Regions from separate parts of the Hordeum vulgare genome. Here region 2 is linked to region 1. A link is a contact called in public Hi-C data. All regions are on one chromosome and are shown on one strand. Each heading gives the region's core, a stretch centred on a gene start, on an enhancer-like site or on the middle of the called end of the contact. The rest is flanking DNA. Distances are from core to core; before and after follow the strand shown.

Evidence for each region. A called contact is a pair of places that touch in the nucleus more often than the background predicts.
Region 2: a contact with region 1 is called in a Hi-C map of seedling, with 7 times the contacts expected there. The contact joins the promoter of LOC123448065 here to the promoter of LOC123448059 in region 1. A contact is called at or near these places in 2 of 6 Hi-C or Micro-C datasets (leaf and seedling).

What each region holds. Positions count from the first base shown.
Region 1 is chr4H:112,893,847-112,898,891 of MorexV3_pseudomolecules_assembly, reverse strand. It overlaps LOC123448059 (stress response protein nst1-like), which reads right to left and starts at 2,025. Exons shown (of 3, transcript XM_045124830.1): 1 at 254-2,025; 2 at 1-143. The coding sequence starts at 1,606.
Region 2 is chr4H:113,813,372-113,818,599 of MorexV3_pseudomolecules_assembly, reverse strand. It overlaps LOC123448065, which reads left to right and starts at 1,538. Exons shown (of 9, transcript XM_045124834.1): 1 at 1,538-2,490; 2 at 4,275-4,460; 3 at 4,964-5,056. The coding sequence starts at 2,260.

The DNA.
Region 1 (5,045 bases), core at 776-3,275:
GCACCATTTGGGGCAGGCTGCATGTTCTTCTGACGAGCTGAAGCAGTAATATCGGGACAAGGGGAAACTGCAGCGGAGCGACTAAACAACTGATGCCATGACTTTTTAAGGCCTGTAGGATGTGCCTGCATATTTGGACTAACCTGCACATAGCAGAACACAAACCATAAAATGTAAGATGGTCAATCGGGTGAAAACAGCATGGGTTATTTGTTCAGATGAAAACAGTACATAGCAATGCTCTTTTACTTACAGGTCGACTAAAATTAGTCAATGAATTTCTAGTTTCTGCGGGTGTAGCAGATTTGGCCAGTGCTGGTGTAGCTGCAGGTTGGGTGTCTCTTTTAATACTCTGGTCAGTTGCAGTAACGAGCGGTTTAGTCACCCTGTTAGCTTGATGAACAGGGGCCTGAGCACTTCTACCAAAAAAGGAACCACCGCCAAAACCTCTGGAAGAAGATAACAAACCTCCAGTCATGCGACCAAAGTACTTCGTCTTGCTCTGTGCTATCTTGCTACCCTGACTGTTAGCTTCAAAGTTATTGGGCTTATATCCATCTGTCCCAACTCTTGCCACATCCCGCCTGTCTGTGTCATTCCTTCTATCAAAGTCACGCTTCTTCTCACCTTCTCTGCTTACTCTTCTCTCAACATCCTCACAGTCTGAATTGCTCTTGCTTGATCCCTTGTCTTCCTTTCTCCTCCTCTCCTGCCGCCTACGTTCTGCTTCCTTCCTAGCATCCTTCTCCCCGACGGGAGTAGCGCCTTTGGATCGCTCCTCAGCCTCTGCCTTCTCATCCCTCAGCCTTCTCCGCTCCTCCACTAGCTTTGCCATCTCTTCGCGCTGCTTCCTTTCCTCCTCCTCGAGCATTTCCCTCTCCAACCTGGCCAACCTCTTCTCCTCAGCCTTCCTTTTCGCCTTGTCCAATCTGCTCTCCTCAGCCTTCCCTCCATTGTCCCCTGCTTTTGTCAACATTCTGCCATCCCGGCCCAATCCACCGCTGTCCACCGATGACCCAAACCTGAAGACTTTCTTCCAGAACCATGACATGCTGGTGCAAAAGCACGAGAAGAGCCGCCATGAGAAGCCTGAGTAGGAATTATCGGTGGAACACTGCAGGTCAAGCCAGTAACCGGGGTCACCGACAGCATTGGCCCAATCCTGAGTGCAAGGCCAGCCAGCCGGGACCTTCCCCGCAGGGCCAATGTCAAGCACAGGCCGCTTGGATACGTGGCCACAGTAGGAGCACATGAACTTGCCGCCGCCGGGGTTCTGGTCCCTGTAGGGATTGTTGCAGTTGCGGCAGCGGCGTGTGGCGGTCTTGCGGAGCTTCTGAAGCTCGAGCGCATGGGCTCGGCGCTCCTCGCGGAGGCGGGCCGAGCGGCGGGCGCGCCAGAGGGAGAGGCGCGGGAGGAGAATCTCGTACCAGAAGAGGGTGAGGAGGAGGACGGAGACGCAGGCGAGGCGCGGGGAGGTGACCTCGAAGCGGTAGGCGGCGGGCAGGAGCTGGGAGAGCGCCCAGAGGAGGATGAGCGGGAGGACGAGCCACGGCAGCATGGTGGCGACGCGGCGCGACCACCGTTGCACGGCGCACAGTATACACATTATCCGACCGCCGCCGCTGCCGAGGCCCTCGCCCGGAGCTCGATCGCCAGCGCCTCCCCCCGAATCCCACGACGAGAGCGGGCGGCTTGCTTGCTTGCTGGGTGGGCGACGCGATGCGATGCGATGCGGCGGCTTTGAGGGCGGAAAGGGGAAAGGGGGGAGGGAAACCCTGGGATGGAAGGAAGAGAGGGGGCGGGCGGAAAGGAAAGGCGGCTCGGATGCGGGATGCGGGTATCTGCGTCGCCCTAGGAGAGATTGGGAATGGAGGAGGAGCGGAGGAGCTCGAGGTGCGCGGTGGTCATGGCGAAAACCCTAGGTTTGCTCTCGGATTGTGTAATTTCCTTCGATCTTTTTTTTTTCCTCTCCTCTCCTCTGTCCTCTTTGCCTTTGGTTTGGTCGGCGAGGGAAGAAGGGAAACTCGCATAGAGCGTCGTCATTCTTTGCCTCCTTTTCCTCTGGTTATTAACTACTGTATTAATAATAGTACATTTTTGGATTGCTCTCGTGTTACCATTTCTGTTTTACAATAACCTGGTAGTACATTTGCATGTGAGAGACGGCGTCAGACTGCCTTTTCTGTTTTACCATGGATAGCTACATTTCTCTACCTGCAAATGATGCGTAATTATTTTTGTATGAGAAAAGTAGGCATCAGTCCATAACTACTTTTGCATGCGAGAGACGGCGTCAGACTGCCTTTTATGATGAACGATAAATATGTAGATTTCTATAATTAATTTTGTTTGGGCAACAACTCATTAATTGAAGTTGAAAATTGTTTACTCTTTTCCTCACAAAAAAAATACTCTTTCACACGCAATTTTATAAGGCTGCTTCCAATACAAAGGTGCTAAGATGTGGTGCTAAGAGCATTAAATGGCTTAGCAACTCAACTTTTCAATGCATAGGTGCTTAACTTGTTGTTGGTAAGCTCACTCTATTTAATGATTTAGCACCTAAACTCTCTCATGCATTGGTCATCTTCTTTCATTTAAGTAGTTTGCCTGGGTTCACGTGTATGGCATTGGTTCTTCCTGAGATCACCAATGTGTTCTCTTTCCTCCTTAATTGTTATGTCATGTCATTTTTTTGCTTATGTGACATGCTTAGCACATATCCACCATGGAGCACTGGAAAAGGCCTAAATAGACAGTCCATATGATCCATATTAATTGTCGTTTAAACGGATGTATATATGAGTATACATTTTGATTAAAGAAATTCTGAAGAAAATTTTCGATTGTTAGATTTTTTTTTCTGGAGTATTCATTTATATTCACATGTTTTATAGGAAAAATCACATCTACTCCAAATTATTAAGTTTTTTATGTGCACGACTCTACGGCATTAAAGGCCATGTGGTACTTCAATCATGTATTATTTTTATTATTTTTTATTTTTTGGGGGAACCTGCAACTCAGAAACTCAAAGGTGCCCTTGAAATATACGTCACTCCAAACATTGTTAGTCCTTCCTCGCAAAAAAATATTTTTATACATATAACTAGCATCATAATTTCAGCTTTTCTAATAAATGTCATCAACTCGGGACCAAAGCAACTATGTAATCACTAAATCAGCATAAGTGTCCAACACTATACTAATGGATTAATCTTACTAGGACATCTAGGTATTTTTCCACTACACGTTTGTACTCTTAATTAGCATGTTTTATGAAACCCACGATGCATAAAATTTGTGGAGCTATATTGAGTCAAACAATCATTTGTACCTTACATAGCTTGGATGGATGCTTTTTCACTTTGGAAAACCATACTTCCTTGCATTCCACATTAGTTGGAGTTCTACAACTGTCATGTGTTAACACTCTTCAAATTTGACCTAGTTTACAAAAAAATATGGTAAAATTACAAGATCTAGTATACATATTCAAAGGACGTGGATGTCGCCTAGATGGAAAGGGTGAATAGGCACTTTAAAATAATTACGGTTTAGGTTTGAACATATGCGGAATAAAACTAACGTTTAATTAGCCAAGCACAAAACCTAAAACAACTAGGCTCGTCTATGTGCACCAACAACTTATGCTAAGCAAGATAAACAACGAAGTGATAGCAAGATATATAACAATAAACAATATAGCTATCACAAAGCAAAAGTGTTGGAAATATGTCCTAGAGACAATAATAAATTAGTTATTATTATATTTCCTTGTTCATGATAATCGTTTATTATCCATGCTAGAATTGTATTGATTGGAAACTCAAGTACATGTGTACATAGACAATACACTGTCTCTAGTGAGCCTCTAAGGATTAGCTCGTTGATCAAAGATGGTCAAGGTTTCCTGGCCATAGACATGAGTTGTCATTTGATAACGGGATCACATCATTAGGAGAATGATGTGATGGACAAGACTCAAACTATGAACGTACCATATGATCGTGTTACTTTATTGCTACTATTTTCTGCATGTCAAGTATTTGTTTCTATGAACATGAGATCATGCAACTCCCGGGCACCGGAGGAATGCCTTGTGTGTAGCAAACGCCACAACGTAACTGGGTGACTATAAAGGTGCTCTACAAGTATCTCCGAAGGTGTCTGTTGGGTTGGCACGAATCGAGAATGGGATTTGTCACTCCGTATGACGGAGAGGTATCTCTAGGGCCCACTCGGTAATACAACATCACAATGAGCTTGCAAGCAATGTGACTAAAGAGTTAGTCACGAGATTTTGTATTACGGAACGAGTAAAGAGACTTGCCGGTAACGAGATTGAACTAGGTATAGAGATACCGACGATCGAATCTCGAGCAAATAACATACCGATGGACAAAGGGAATAGTTTACGGGATTAACTGAATCCTTGACACAGAGGCTCGACCGATAAAGATCTTCGTAGAATATGTAGGAGCCAATATGGGCATCCAGGTCCCGCTATTGGTTATTGACCGAAGAGTGTCTCGGTCATGTCTTCATAGTTCTCGAACCCGTAGGGTCTGCACATTTAAGGTTCGGTGACGTTACGGTATAGTTGAGTTATGTATGTTGGTGACCGAAGGTTGTTCGGAGTCCCAGATGAGATCCTGGATGTCACGAGGAGTTCCAGAATGGTCCGGAGACGAAGATTGATATATAGGAAGAGGGTATTTGGGCTCCGAAAAAGTTTCGGGCATTTTCGGTGGTGTATCGGGAGTGACGAATGGGTTTCGGGGGTTCATCAGGAGGGACAACCACCCCAGGGGGCATATAGGCCTAAGAGGTGGCGCACCAGCCCCTAGTGGGATGGGCGGCCAGCCTCATGGGCTTACGCAGCCGAAATAGTGGAGAAGGGGAGGAGTTTGACTAGGAGGAGGAATCCTCCTAGCGCCTCCACCAAACCCACTTGGAGGAGGACGGCTCCTCCTCTTGGACGCGGCCGGTCAACCCTAGGGGAAACCCTAGGACGCCATCCCATCCCATCCCTCCTATATACA
Region 2 (5,228 bases), core at 289-2,788, 920 kb before region 1:
ACTTTTTGGAAGCATTGTGCCTCCACACCGCTCCAAACGAAGATTAACATCCACAAGGGTGTGAACTTCGGGATACATCATAGTCTCCGCGTGCCTCGGTTATCTCTTACCCGAAACCTTTACTTATGCACTTTACTTTGTGATAGCCATATTGTTTCTTGTTATATATATTGCTATCACCTAGTTGTTTATCTTGTTTAGCATAAATTGTTGGTGCACATAGGCGAGGCTGGTTGTTTTGCGTTTTGTGCTTGACTAATTAAATATTAGTTTTATTCCGTATTTGTTTAAGCCTAAATCGCAGTTATCTTAAAGCGCATATTCACCCCCTAGACGACATCCACGTCCTTTCAGCATGCACGACAATTTTAATAGCCATGTCGATTGACAACAACTTACCACCCACCATTTTCATCATGTGACCTTGCTACTTGCTTAACATACCATGTATCTCGAGAACTAACATCTATGTCGCACTCTGCGCGCTCTACCCACCGCTACATAATAACAAACCGTCCATAGAAATTTTAGAGTAGTTAACCATAAGTCCACATGATATTAGAAAACCATAAACCCATAGCCAACCGGTGGCTATTACGATGTTTATGGAGTTGTTGTGCATTTTATTTTGGTACATAGGTTTAAGGCAATGAAGTTTCTACAACTTACATGAAGAGAGGCGACAAGTGAGTGAGAAATGGAAAGGGAGAGGAAGACGACACACAACTTGAGAAATGTTCGTGAAATGTATGCATCCTCTCTTTCCTCATGCACTCAATGACGTGTTCGGGCCGTGGCGACGAGAAATGGTCGCAAGACTAATCAAATGAACAAACGGTTCGCTCCAGCCGAGTCATCCATTCACCGAGTCATCCATTCACCGCGCGTGGAGATTCGTGCGCTACATCCAGCGGTATGCAAAACGCTCGCTTGGAGTCATGAAAAATCTAATGTCAATGCTATTTCCCCTTAAAAGCATGCAAAGACGTATTATATATATAGAATTCGCCTGTTTGGCAATTTTAATAGACACATTGGTTGACGGCAACTTATCATCCATTATTTTTTTTAACACGTACTCCCTTCGTTTCTAAATATAAGCCTTTTTGAAGGTCCCACTAGTGGACTATATACGGATGTATATATACATATTTTAGAGTGTATATTCATTTATTTTGCTCCGTATGTAGATCCCTAGTGAAATTTCTTAAAATGCTTATATTTAGGAACGGAGGGAGTATTTGCTTAATGTATCATTTATCTCGAGAATTAACACCTATGCTGCACTCTACCCAGCTTTACATAATAACAAATCGTTGGTAGAAAAATCTAGAGTAGTTAGCCACGAGTGGGCAGGATACCAGAAAAACCACAAAACCATGTCCAATCGATGGCTATTACGATGATCATGAAAGTTGCGAGTGCATTCTATTTTGGTGCATTGGTTTGAAGCGACGCAGCTTCCACCAGCACTGCACGGGGCCCTGAAAGCTGAAAGTCTTGGTCCGTGGGTCGACGGTCGCACATCTCCCAACTGTCCCCAGAGTTTACCGACGACGCAATCCAAAGGCAGGGAAGACCCAACGGCGCGGCCTCCTCCATTAGCAGCAAGCCGAGCGACGCCGCCGATCAGGAACTGGGAGCAGGACAAGGAAAGGGAGAGATCTTTTCTCCGGCAATCGGAAAAAGAAAAGGAAAAGAAAGACGAAAAGGAAATCTTGGCTTCAAGTCGCCTCCTCCTCCTCCTCCTCCTCCTCTCTCTCTCTTGTTCGTCTTCCCCTTTCCCCCTCCCTCCTCCTCCTCCTCCGCTGCTGCGTGCGTGCGTGCGTGCCGATCGAGCCTCGCGCACGCGGAGATAGAACACGTCATCGCCTCTTCGTCTCTCTCTTCACGCGCGGGAGCAGGGAGGAGAGGCGACGGGCGAGGGAGAAAAACCTGACCCTTTTTTCCTCCCGTCACGTATTAAAAATCCATTTCTTCTCCGTCTTCCCTTTTTCCGCTAATCCCGCTGTCCCTATCCCCTCCCGTCCCCTCGCCGCCGGCGCGCCCGCCCAGATCGCGACCCCCTCCCCTCCGCCCTCGCCGATCGTCCCGCCCCCGCCGTGCGCTCCTCCGGGGGCTCGCCGTTGTCCGGCGCTTCGGTTCCGCCGTCGCCTCTCTGGGCCCGACTCGCCCCCGTCGGGCGGTTGCCTCGTCTACGGGCGAGGGGTCGCGGCCTCGGCGGGCTTCGAGGGAGCGAGCGACCGAGCTCCGGCGCCCATGGTCGACATCCACGAGTGCGCCGTGGTGCTCGTGCAGGAGCCCGACCATGCGGCTGCGGCGGCGGCCAACCCGGACCCGTCCTCGATCTCCGCCGGCGCCTGGCGGCCCTTCGAGGACGCCGCGGCCGCCGTTGTGGGCCGGATCCAGCCGTCCGTCTCCTCCGAGGACCGCCGCGCCGCCGTCGTGCACTACGTCCAGCGCCTCATCAGGTGCAGCGTCGGCTGCGAGGTAACCAACCCACTCCTTTCTTTTCTCGCATGCTCCGTGGTGCTTGCCTTGCTCTATCGTTTGCTTAGAAGCTCTGTGTTCCTTTGCGCATCAAGGACATGGGCACGTCGCTGTACCTTTGGTACTTGTGTGCAATGTTCTCCAGATCATGTCTATGTAGCTGTCTTAGCATGGTTTTACGATGATTACTCACAGTTGTTCGGATTATTCATCCTTTATTAGGTCATGGAAATGTTGTCTGGATAATCTGCTAGGTGCAACTGTGCAGTGCTGCTGCTCATTCCATACATACTGTGCTTGCGGTTCTGTTTGGCTCGACCATAATGCGCTAATGGCTGAAGTGTTTTTATTATGCTATCATGCTATCACTAGTGATGCTGCCAAACTCCCCAGCTTTGCTTTGCGCATCAAGGACATGGGCGCCGTACACTTGTAGTTACGTGTGTGACGTAGTCTCTGGATCATGTCTATGTAGCTGTCTTAGGATGTTTTAGGAGAATTCCTCACACTTGTTCCGAGTCATCCTTTAGGGCATGGAAATGTGGTCTGGATAACCTGCTAGGTGCAATTGTGAAGTGTTGCCGCTCATTTCATAGTTACTATGCTTGAGTTTTTGTTTAACTCTGCTGTAATACGCTAATGGTTGAAATGTTTTTTTTAACGCCAGCGCTAGTGATGCCACCAAACTGATGTACAAGTTGGTATACTAGAGATCCTCCTCTCCTGTTGCTGGAGAGCTAGATTTATCATGCTTTTATTGGGCACAAATGTTTTTATGTCCTTAGCGGGCATGCATTCCAGTTTCTCACGTCGTATGGTTTAGTGATGATCTATTTATGTGAGTGAAATGATGCATGACACGTGTCTGGGCACTGCATCGGACAACATCGACTTTGTTGACCTTGGGGTGGCCAGTTGGTTGTGTCGTATGTAAATTAGTGACCGTTTTCATGATGTGTCTCTCACTGCCTTTTAGTGCCCTTATTTTATATTTGCACGTTCAAGAAATTTCATGTCCTTACTTCATCGGTATATTTATCTTAATCTGAGTAAGGTGATACCTGGATATCTGTTACACTATTAGGTATATGTAGTTTTTTTTTGGATCATTGTTAATGTGAAACACATGGGATCTGGTGAGTGGTTGCCAACTTGCCATAACTTGAGATGAATGGTATATGAGGCACACACTTGTACGTTTATTTTGGTTTCAGTGAAAATCAGTAGATCGGAAGGGTTCCTTATTTGTGTCATGCATGCACAAGTGCTTTTTACTAGATGATATCTCACACGACAAACATGCAAGTAATATCGACACTTTTGGCACGTGTTTGAGTCATATCTCTATGATACCGATGTTTGTGTTGTCCTCACTATTAGCATCGATGACGAGGAAGTTGTGCAGTACAGCTTCCTATACACCTTGAAGTTTGTACTTTCAGGGCCCTCTTTACATGAATTATTCTATACAGAAATGGAGTATCAGTTGTTAAGTACAGATTTGAGTACTAAACAGCAAAACAAGTATACACATTATGCACATAAAAGTTCTGCAAGAGGTTCACAGTGAGTTGTTTTATGAGGAGTCTATTTATTATGCTGGGTAGCAACATGGCATTAGATAGATAACCTGGAAATCTCAGATTTTGTCATGTACAAAAATAGGAGAATAATTATTGCATGAAATTTTATTCCCTAGCCGGGACTGGTGCATCTTATTTTTAATAATTGGACAGAATGTGAAGTATATAATCAACCTCTTCTTTTCTGTGTGGAAAACATAGGTGTTTCCATTTGGATCTGTTCCACTGAAAACATATCTTCCTGATGGAGATATCGACTTGACTGCATTTGGTTCCGCAAGCTCTGACGAAAACCTAGCAAATGAGGTTCGCGCTGTTCTGGAATCAGAAGAACTGAGGAAAGATGCTGAGTTTGAAGTGAAGGATGTCCAGTATATCCATGCTGAGGTTTGCCTCTTGACTGTGGTTTTTCAGTATTACCAATTAGACCTAATTCACACACTTCTAAGTTGCAGCTATGACTTCTGACATGTGCTTATTTTTTATTTACTCTATACAATGTCGGGCAGTGTACATTTATATTTTAATTTATCCAGCTACCTTTCAATGTCATCAAATCATTTCTGTCCTACCATACATGGGAGTAGTGACAGTAGAATAATGTATCTTTGCATACGGTATCAATAACACATGTGAATATCCCAATGTTACTAGCGTACTGCCAATGATAAAATAAGTAGTTGACTGCATTCAAGTGTACTGTCCAGTAGCTGACTGCATTTTTTGCTTTGTTCTTCCTGTGCACAGAATATATCAATATCATAGATTATTATGGAAGTTCACTTCTTGTATTGAACTGCTAGGGATTGTGCAGTGGTGAACATGCTCTTGAATAACAATCCCATATTTATCATCCAAATGTTCCAAATGACAAGTCTTTGTGATGTCAGGTCAAGCTGGTCAAATGCCTTGTCCAAAATATTGTTGTAGACATTTCATTCAATCAGATTGGTGGACTCTGTACGCTTTGTTTTCTTGAGCAGGTAACATTTCAGAAGTTGAAACATGTAGTCAATTGTGTTTTTTCCTTTGATGTACAGATCTATCTTCTATCTGATATTTGATGCAATAAAAAAATATTTCTCTTCCTTATGTGGTAGGACTTAGGGTGAAAGGTTTCCTTAAGTCAGTCTACTCATTGGAATTCATGTTTGT